2 separate regions of the Sus scrofa genome follow, and region 1 is linked to region 2. Evidence: chromatin contacts called from public HiChIP or PLAC-seq data. All regions are on one chromosome and are shown on one strand. The core of a region is the stretch at or near the end of the contact, and the rest is flanking DNA. Distances in the headings are between cores, read along the strand shown. Region 1 overlaps LOC102164954 (a long non-coding RNA gene). Region 2 has its middle 45 kb from the start of AHNAK.

Region 1 (4,438 bases), core at 1,330-3,829, 55 kb before region 2:
ATGGGTGGTGGGGGTGGCAGCGAGAGTCCCGGGTCCTTGGGCATGACAGGCAGTGGGGGTGGGGGAGCCCGAAACCTGGGTCTTGAAGGAATCTTAAAGTTGCCAGTTTAGCAGATGATAATACCAGATGCTGGATTAATTTTGAATTTTAGATAAATAAGGAATCTTTTTTTTTTTAAGTATGTCCCAAACACTGCATTGGGTATGGAGGATGGAGCGTGGGGCCTCAGGTGACTTTGGGAAGGTACACAGTATAGTCTGGAGGTCAGAACCGCATAGATTTATTGCCTGTTGCTTTTTCTTTCTTTCTTCCTTTTTTTTTTTTTTTTTTTGTCTTTTCAGGGCCACACCCAGGACATGTGGAAGTTCCCAGGCTGGGGGTCCAATCAGAGCTGTAGCTGCCAGCCTCCACCAGAGCCTCAGCAACGCCAGATCTGAGCCGCGTCTGCAACCTACACCACAGCTCACGGCAACGCCAGATCCCCAACCCACTGAGCGAGGCCAGGGATTGAACCCGCATCCTCATGGTTCCTAGTCAGGTTCATTTCTGCTGTGCCACGACGGGAACTGCGAGAACCTTTTTGACTCCATCTCTCTTCTTCCAGGTGGGATCACATCAGGAACCAAGTGGTCCCAGGGAAATAACCCTGCTTCCCAAAAAATCTGCCACCACTCCCTGGCCAGCCCACCAGAGGAAGGCAAGCACTTCGAGGCAGGGAGTTCTCCTCAAGCCAACACATTCAAAAAGTTAGAAACTCATTGTCTCCCATTATTCCCTTCTTTCTTCTCATAAAGATGAGATCAGCTTCTGAAACTGGATTCTTTGAAACCACAAATTCATCAGAAAAGTCTTCCTTTCACGATCCATAAATTTCCAGACCTGATTATTTTGCAATTATATCAATATTGATAAATGTTAAATATTCACCTGATAACCTAAAAAGTATCTTTGGATATCTAACACCATAGACAAGAATTTCAGACTGTACTCCAGTGACCAGAAACTTTGAAAAATCCTTTGCCTAAAGAAATGTATTAGGAGGAGTTCCCGGCATGGCGCAGTGGTTAACGAATCCGACTAGGAACCACGAGGTTTCAGGTTCGATCCCTGGCCTTGCTCAGTGGGTTAAGGATCCGGCGTTGCCGTGAGCTGGGGTGTAGGTTGCGGACTCGACTCGGGATCCCGCATTGTTGTGGCTCTGGTGCGGGCCGGTGACTACAGCTCTGATTCAACCCCTAGCCTGGGAACCTCCATATGCCGCGGGAGCGGCCCTAGAAAAAGCAAAAATACAAAAAAAAAAAAAAAAAAAAAAAAGAAAAGAAAGAAAGAAAGAAAAATGTATTAGGGAGTTCCCGTCATAGCTTAGTGGAAATGAACCCAACTATTATCCAGGAGGATGCAGGTTCAATCCCTGGCCTCGATCCTTGGGTTAAGGATCTGGCATTGTGGTGAGCTGTGGTGGAGGGCACTGAGAGGGCTTGGATCCCGTGTTGCTGTGGCTGTGGTATAGGCCCTAAAAAGATAAGAAAAGAAAAATATCGGAGTTCTCTCTTGGGTTAAGGATCCAGCATTGTCACTGCAGCGGCTCATGTTGCTGCTGTGGCACAGGTTCAACCCCTGACCCAGGAACTTCCATATGCCACAAGTGTGGTCAAAAAAAAAAAAAAATGTATTAACTGGCGTGTTGAAATAGTCGTTTTATTTTTGTAGACTAATGAAGAAGGAGAAAGGAAGGAGGGAGGGAGGGAAGAAAGAGGGAGCGAGAAAGGAAAAGCAGAAGAGAATGAGCTGACATTCTGCAGGCTCCCCATTGTCTGGGCGCAGGGGTCAGTTACCAGCCCTGAAAATCTGTGTCCGAAAGTCGCCTGCCCATAGCCAGCTCTCCCAGGGATTTTAACAACGCCAGGGAGGGGAGTATGAAAACCACCAAGGCTGACCCGTAACGGATGCTCGATAGATGTTTATTGAATGACTAAGTGAAGGACCACCGCCTGAGCCCCATCCTCGCCAAAGCCCACCCAGCTTCCAAGCCCCATCCCCTTAGAAGTGAAGAAACGCAGCAAAAAGGCCCTGTGCAGCAGCTCTGCATCCAGAACTGGCTGGGGCTCTAAAAACCACCTCATGGAAGGTATTCCTTTAACTGCAGGTGTTTGTTTCCCTTGGCACGGCAGGCTGTAATTTCCCATTTTTAGAACAATGCTCCAAAGAACGGTCACAAAAACAACCTTCGGAGGGGGCGGATTTCTTCCTGGCCTCGGCTACAGCCCTGTAAAACAACAATAACAAGTGGATTTTATTCAAAACACTTTTTGCATCGCTCCATAAAATCGGGAAGCCTGGCGTCGACTTTGCACAGGTTGGGGGGGTGGAGTGCACCCATCAGCTGGAAGAGCAACGCAACCAAATCCCCGCCTTTGGGAGGGGTCCATCTGGAAACGAGGCCCCCATGGGATCTGTTTGGGTCTTGACACGCCTCCCTCTGTGGGTTCCTATGTGGCAGGGGTGGAAAGGAAGCTTGCAGAAAAGCCAGGGTCTGCCCTTTGGGTGCCCCGTGCGAGTCTGAGGCCAGAAGGGACAGTGTGTTCTTGAGAACGTGCCAGTGACAGGCTGCAGGAGGTGACGAACTGGAGCGGGATGAGAGGCACGCCCTCTAGTCTCAGCCATCAAGGAATCTCTCCTCCTCATCTCCAAACTGACCTTCTCCCCGCTTCTAAACTCAGAAGATTGGCTCCTGAGTCCTTCACCCACCTTTCAGCTCCCTGCATCTTCCTTCCGTCCCCCCACCACCTCCCCGCCCCAAGGTGCCACCCAAGGCATCTCCGCCTGGACCCGCACCTTCCTCTCCTCACTGGCTTCCTGGCCGAGTCGCTTTCACCTCCCACGTGGGTCCGCCACCCCACTTCCTCTTAGGCCTCCCCCGTTCCATAATGTTTCCGTTCCTACAGAAAATGTCCAGCTTTCAGGGCGGGACCTCATCTTCCGTTCCAGCCTGAGCTCCCACTTGTCTCCACAAAAAGCTTAGGCACCCACCAGAATGGCAGGCTCACCTTTCCCAACCCCCATCTTTGCTCGCAGGGTACCACTCCCCTCCCCCAATTTAGGATGACCTTCGTGGTCTCTGCTCTGGGACCACGTCCTACCCATGTTTTGAAGGTTCATACAAATAATACCTTCTCACCAACCGATCCAGTGGAAAATAACCCCCCACCCCCTCTGACACTCAAGCCCTGAAATTTTGCCCCCTTCCTTCTGCATCTCCACTTTGTGAAGAAATCATTAGCATTACTTTTTTTTTTTTTTTTTTTTTTTTTGTCTTTTTGCTATTTCTTGGGCATATGGAGATTCCCAGGCTAGGGGTCTAATCGGAGCCGTAGCCACCAGCCTACGCCAGAGCCACAACAACGCAGGATCCGAGCCGCGACTGCAACCTACACCACAGCTCACGGCGACGCCGGATCGTTAACTCACTGAGCAAGGCCAGGGATCGAACCTGCAACCTCATGGTTCCTAGTCGGATTCGTTAACCACTGCGCCACAACGGGAACTCCCGTACTTTTTTTTTTTTTTTTTTTTTTTTAAGGGTCGCACCCTCGGCCTATGGAGGTTCCCACGCCAGGGGTCGAATTGGAGCTGCAGCTGCTGACCTAAAGCACAGCCACAGCAAGTCTCGATCCGAGCTGCATCTGTGACCTACACCACAGCTCCTGGCAACACCAGATCCTTAACCCACCGAGCAGGGCCAGAGATGGAACCTGCATCCTCATGGATACCGTTCATTTCCATTGAGCCACAGGGGAACTCCTCCACTTTTTTTTTTCAAACCTGTGTTGAATGACCTAGAGAAGCAAGATGCTAAGCCTCTTTAAGAGGCTTAGAAAGAATGGAGCATCAAGAAAAGGTGACATTTCTCTACCACCCTGGCTTGGAGGCTGACACTGAGCTGAGCATGTCCTACGTTCGACCTCACCCATCCTCACAATGAGAGTGCAAGGTAAGGATCACGGGCCCCTTTGTACAAACCAGGAAACAAGGGCTTTGAGAAACTGACTTCCCGAGAGCCTCGCAGTTTCAGAGGAACAGAGCTGGCGTTGAGCTTTGGCTCACGACAGTGACAGCTGTAGCCAGTCCTCACGGCTTCATTCTCAGAGAATTTACAGCACAGAACAGTTAGGATGAACAGGGTGGGTAGGAAACCACGAGTTCCTTTGGTCGGAACAAATTTTTGGAAAGGATGCATAAGGGGGTGGGTTCCCCATTCTACATGTTCTCTCTCTCTCTCTCTCTCTTTTTTTTTTTTTTTTTTTTTTTTTTTTTAATAGACAGTAGAGGGAGTTCCTGTTGTAGCTCAGTGGTTAACAAATCAGACTAGGAACCATGAGGTTTCAGGTTCGATCCCTGGCCTTGCTCAGTGGGTTAAGGATCCGGCGTTGCCGTGCA
Region 2 (4,736 bases), core at 879-3,378:
ACAATAGAAGCAGACCCACAGACATAGAACACAACCTTATTGTTATCAAAGGGAAAAGTGTGTGGGGGGGATAAATAAGAAGTTGGGGATTAACACACACACAACTATACACAAAATAGGTAACCAACAAAGATCTACTGCATAGCACAAGGATGCTCAATCTACACTCAATGCTTTGAAATAACCTATCAGGGAAAAGAACCTAAAAAAAAAAAAAAGATGATGGATAGACAGATAGATAACTGAATCACTCTGCTGTACCCCTGAAACTAACACTATGTAAATCAACTATACTTCAATAAAATTAATTAAATAAATTAAAGGATTTTCAAAATCGGGCTTCATGGAGTTTATATTCCAAGGCAGTTTATGGTATCATCTCATTTTGCTGGGGAGGGCCTCTGGGAGAGAGGCAGGAGTTGATAAAATATGCCCAGAGGGGAGTTCCCACTGTGGCTCAGCGGTAATGAAACTGACCAGTATCCATGAGGATGCAGGTTTGATCCCTGGCCTCCCTGGCCTTCCTCAGTGGGTTAAGGATCCAGCGTTGCTGTGAGCTGTGGTGTAGGTCGCAGACGTGGCTCGGATCCTATGTTGCTGTGGCTGTGGCATAGGCTGGCACCTGTAGCTCCAACTCATCCCTAGCCGGGGAACTTCCATATGCTACAGGGACAGCCCTAAAAAGCAAAAAAAAAAAAAAAAAAAAAAAGTGCCAGAGGCAGGAGCATGACATAGATGGGTGCTGGCAATCTCCTCTAGGCCAGGGGAAGAGGAAGAGGTAGGAATGGGTTGAGGCTTTAGTGCAGGCCCATAACATCAGGCTGGCCCCTCACTACCCTCTCCGTGCCCGCTCCATCCAGCTACACAAGTTGGGGTGTCTGTAGTTGGGCAGCGCCCATGCCACTCCCCAGGCTTCATGGATGTGGCTTGAGAACAAAGTGCGGAAGGAGGAAATGGTACAGCCAAGCGCCAGGCTCTGGTCCGGCTCCTCGGAGCAACCAACGAGAGTTCCCTTCCTGCATGGAGCCACAAAGAATGACAATGGCCGAGAGCCAAGGGGTAGGAGGACACAGGGACAGACAGAGAGAGGAAAGTGAGTGGGAGGAAGTGAGATTAGAGAGAAAAGGAGCTGGTGGAAGAGCCAGCAATGTTCCCCAGCATTCCCCCGTCCCTCCTTTCACCTCTCTGTCCCCAACACCAGGCCACCTGGCCTCCACTTTGCTTCCTGTCTAAGCTGAAAAGGCTAGGGAATAAGGGAGCTTCCCGCTGTGGGAACAAATGGGACTAGTATCCATGAGGATGCGGGTTCCATCCCTGGCCTTGCCCTGGGGCATTGCTGTGAGGGCAGTGTAGGTTGCAAATGAGGCTCAAATCCTGCCCGGCCGCAACTGTGAGGTAGGCCGGCAGCTGCAACTCCAACTTGACCCCTAGCCTGGGAACTTCCACATGCTGCAGGTACGGCCCTAAAAAGAAAAAGAAAAAAGGAAAAAAAAAAAAAAAAAAAAGAACAGAGTATAGGGTAGGCGATGTGACTCGAGAGGCCCAACATGAAAAAGCAGAACTGAGGTTAAATGATGACCACAGTAATTATTTTGCAATATATGCACAGATCAAACGATGATTTGGTACACCTAAAACTAATACAACGTTCTATGTCGATACAACTGGGAGAAGAAAAAGTGCAATTGAATTTATGGTTTACTCAAGAAATTCAATACATGGTTTAAGGGGAGAGAGTTAAGGAAATCCTAGATCCCAGACCAACCTGCATTTACAGAAGGATGGCAGGAAGGCGGCCCCATGGTACACACAAAGGAATGACTCAATAATCGTGAGATCACAGATAGTCTTGACAGGCCAGTGAGGGAGAGATTTCAGGCCTTCAATTATCTCTCTTAAGCTCTGGACTGCCCCACCGGCACCCGGCCCAGCCAGCTTCTCTGCGATGCCAGTTCACACGGCTGCTGACAGGCAGAGGTAATCTGATTGGCCTGGAAAGTCATGTTTGCTAAGGAAGACGGGCTCTGTTGAAGATCAAGGTCAAGTTTGAACCTGTTCTTCTCAAACCTACGTGCTGTCCCTCAGAGAGCCTGACAGCGAGACACACAGGGTGGTGTGAGCAGCTCTGCAGAGCTCCGATGATTTATAAGATCCAAGCGGGTTTGCAACTGCCAAGCCCAGCTGCCCAGAGTGGATATCAAGCTAAAGAGCCACTTCCACTTCATTTCTTTTCCACTTTGACTCAGAGAATCCACCGGGAGATTCCTGACCCACCAGGTCCCATCGTAAATCCTCCTTTCATCTCACCCTCAGCTGGAAAGTCCTTCCCAGCTCAGGAGCCTGTTTCCCGTGGACAAGAAACCAGCCCAGGGCCCCTGGGTCAGCTGCCTTTGCTGGCAATGCTGTTCTCTCTTGGCAGTTGTAGGTGGACATTGCTCAAATACATGGCATCACTGTGTTTTTTTTTTTGGGCTTCGTCCGCGGTATGCGGAAGTTCCCGAGTCACAGCAGTGACCCTGGTGGATCCTTAACCCCTAGGCCACCAGGGAACTCCAATCACTTTAAAACACATAATTCCATACCCACTTCCCCAGGAGATTTCTGATCGCAATGCCTCCAAATCTGATTTTTTTTTTCTTTTCAGGGCCCCACTTGCGGTATATGGAGGTTCCCAGGCTAAGGGTCAGATTGGAGCTACAGCTGCCAGCCTATACCACAGCCACAGCAACGCCAGATTTGAGCTGCATCTGTGACCTACACTGCAGCTGGAGGCAACGCCAGATCCTTAACCTGCTGAGCGAGGCCGTGGATCAAATTGAGGACTCGAACCTTCATCCTCATGGATACTAGTTGGGTTCTTACCCCACTGAGCCACAATGAGAACTCCTGCTTGCTTGCTTGCTTTTCTTTTTCTTTTTTTTCTTTTTCTTTTTCTTTTTTTCCCGGATCTAGAAAGTCTTTGCCCAAAGCTGAGAAAGAGAAACACATTTGCCAAACCCCAGTCTCACCCAGTCCTCAAAGAAAGATGGAAAACACCCCGCAAGGCGTGAATGTGAGTGTCACGTGCTCAGTCCCCACACATTTTCCTCTGCTCACGTGTCCCTATTTCACAGCCAAGTGCTTCCCAGCAAAATACACAAAGGCTTTGTCTCATTCTGCAACACTCTGCACTGGCAAAGGGGCCACTGTCACTGTGTCTGTCCAGCTCAAAAAGGAGAACAGCCAGGGAGCAAGGGCTGGCAAGCTGCCACAGAGAGCAGGTCAGCCCCACCTTGCTTCAAAGAGAAAACACAAGTGTGCACATCCTGGCCGGGGTTTCTGGTCATAAATCTCACTAGAAAGGAAGGGAGGGAGGAGGACAGATAAAGGTCCTTTCTTTGTACTTTTTTTTTTTTAATGGCTACACCCACAGCATATGGGAGTTCCCAAGCTAAGGAATGAATCCGGGCATAAGCTGCCGAAGCAGCATAAGACCCTTTACCCCGCTGCACCAGCTGGGAATCGAACCCGAGCCTCCACAGCAACTCAAGCTGCTGCAGTCAGATTCTTAGCCCACTGCACCACAGTGGGAACACCTATACTACTTAATAAAACAAAGCCTGGGAGTTCCCGTCGTGGCGCAGTGGTTAACGAATCCAACTAGGAGCCATGAGGTTGCGGGTTCAGTCCCTGCCCTTGCTCAGTGGGTTAATGATCCGGCGTTGCCGTGAGCTGTGGTGTAGGTTGCAGACGCGGCTCGGATCCCGCGTTGCTGTGGCTCTGGTGTAGGCCGGCGGCTACAGCTCCGATTGGACCCCTAGCCTGGGAACCTCCATATGCCGAGGGAGCGGCCCAAGAAATGGCAAAAAGACAAAAATAAATAAATAAATAAATAAAAACAAAGCCTGGATGGGGTATCAGAATCTCATCAGAAAGATGCCATTTTTTTAATTAATAAAAAATAAAATAGGAGTTCCCACTGTGGATCGGCAGCATCTTTGGAGCACTGGGACCTACGTGCCATCTCCAGCCGAGCACAGTGGGTAAAGGATCTGGAGTTGCCGTAGCTAAGGCTCAAATCTGCCCCTGGCCTAGGCACTCCACATGCCTCAGGCAGCCAAAAAAGAAATAAATAAAATAAATTAAGCAATTGGGAATGAAAGAATCAAAAGTCACACTTCCCAGATTTAAGTGACATTTCAGATGCCAATCGTTATTTGGGGCCAAACCAATCGGATTTGGGAAGCCCCCTCCTCCTCTACCCTCCATTCTTGGCCATCCAGTCTCTGCGGTAATTCTGGGGGTATCATCTCCAACCCACTCAGGCCCACCTTCATCTTCCACCAAACCCTGGCAGGTCTCTTCCCCACTCAGCACCCCCTCTGCAGCCGCCACCCCATATTTCTTAGATCAGCTCTTCACCTTCTGAATCTCCAAGGGTTTTGTTTTTTTTTTTTAATTTTTTAAATCGAAGTATAATTAATTTACCACGTTGGGTCCGTTTCAGGCGTACAGCAAGGGGATTCACATAAAGAGAGATATACCTATATATTCTTTTCCAAATTCTTTTCCATTATAGGTTATCATGAGACTGAGTCTCTAAGCTTTTGCTTGACTTCCTTTTCCACCTCAAGGCAGTCCCTACCTGCTGAGAAAGTGTTTGAAGTTTGCCAACTTTCCATCCTTTGCTGAAGCCAGACTCACCAACAGGTCAAGGAGAGCAGCTGCTTTGGACAATTTGCGTAATAACTTATTAG

The links. HiChIP or PLAC-seq counts read pairs in DNA pulled down with a chosen protein or histone mark.
Region 1: an H3K27ac HiChIP or PLAC-seq map of skeletal muscle shows a contact between it and region 2. The contact joins two enhancer-like sites. A contact is called at or near these places in 1 of 5 promoter capture datasets (liver), 19 of 47 Hi-C or Micro-C datasets (adipose tissue, alveolar macrophages, brain and 11 more) and 1 of 2 datasets of contacts at active chromatin or transcription factors (skeletal muscle).

Annotation. Positions count from the first base shown.
Region 1 is chr2:9,284,967-9,289,404 of Sscrofa11.1, reverse strand. LOC102164954 (a long non-coding RNA gene) reads right to left here. Exons shown (of 2, transcript XR_002341467.1): 2 at 1,947-2,267. Among named protein-coding and RNA genes, the nearest start is that of SCGB1A1, 15 kb to the left of the region's middle. Within about 2 kb of position 2,579, at least 11 of the 83 cell types and tissues checked have an H3K27ac peak or open chromatin away from gene starts, as enhancers often do. A contact at or near this core is called in adipose tissue, retroperitoneal adipose tissue, skeletal muscle and 1 more, where this site is marked.
Region 2 is chr2:9,229,238-9,233,973 of Sscrofa11.1, reverse strand. No RefSeq gene overlaps it. Among named protein-coding and RNA genes, the nearest start is that of AHNAK, 45 kb to the right of the region's middle. Within about 2 kb of position 2,128, at least 32 of the 83 cell types and tissues checked have an H3K27ac peak or open chromatin away from gene starts, as enhancers often do. A contact at or near this core is called in adipose tissue, retroperitoneal adipose tissue, skeletal muscle and 1 more, where this site is marked.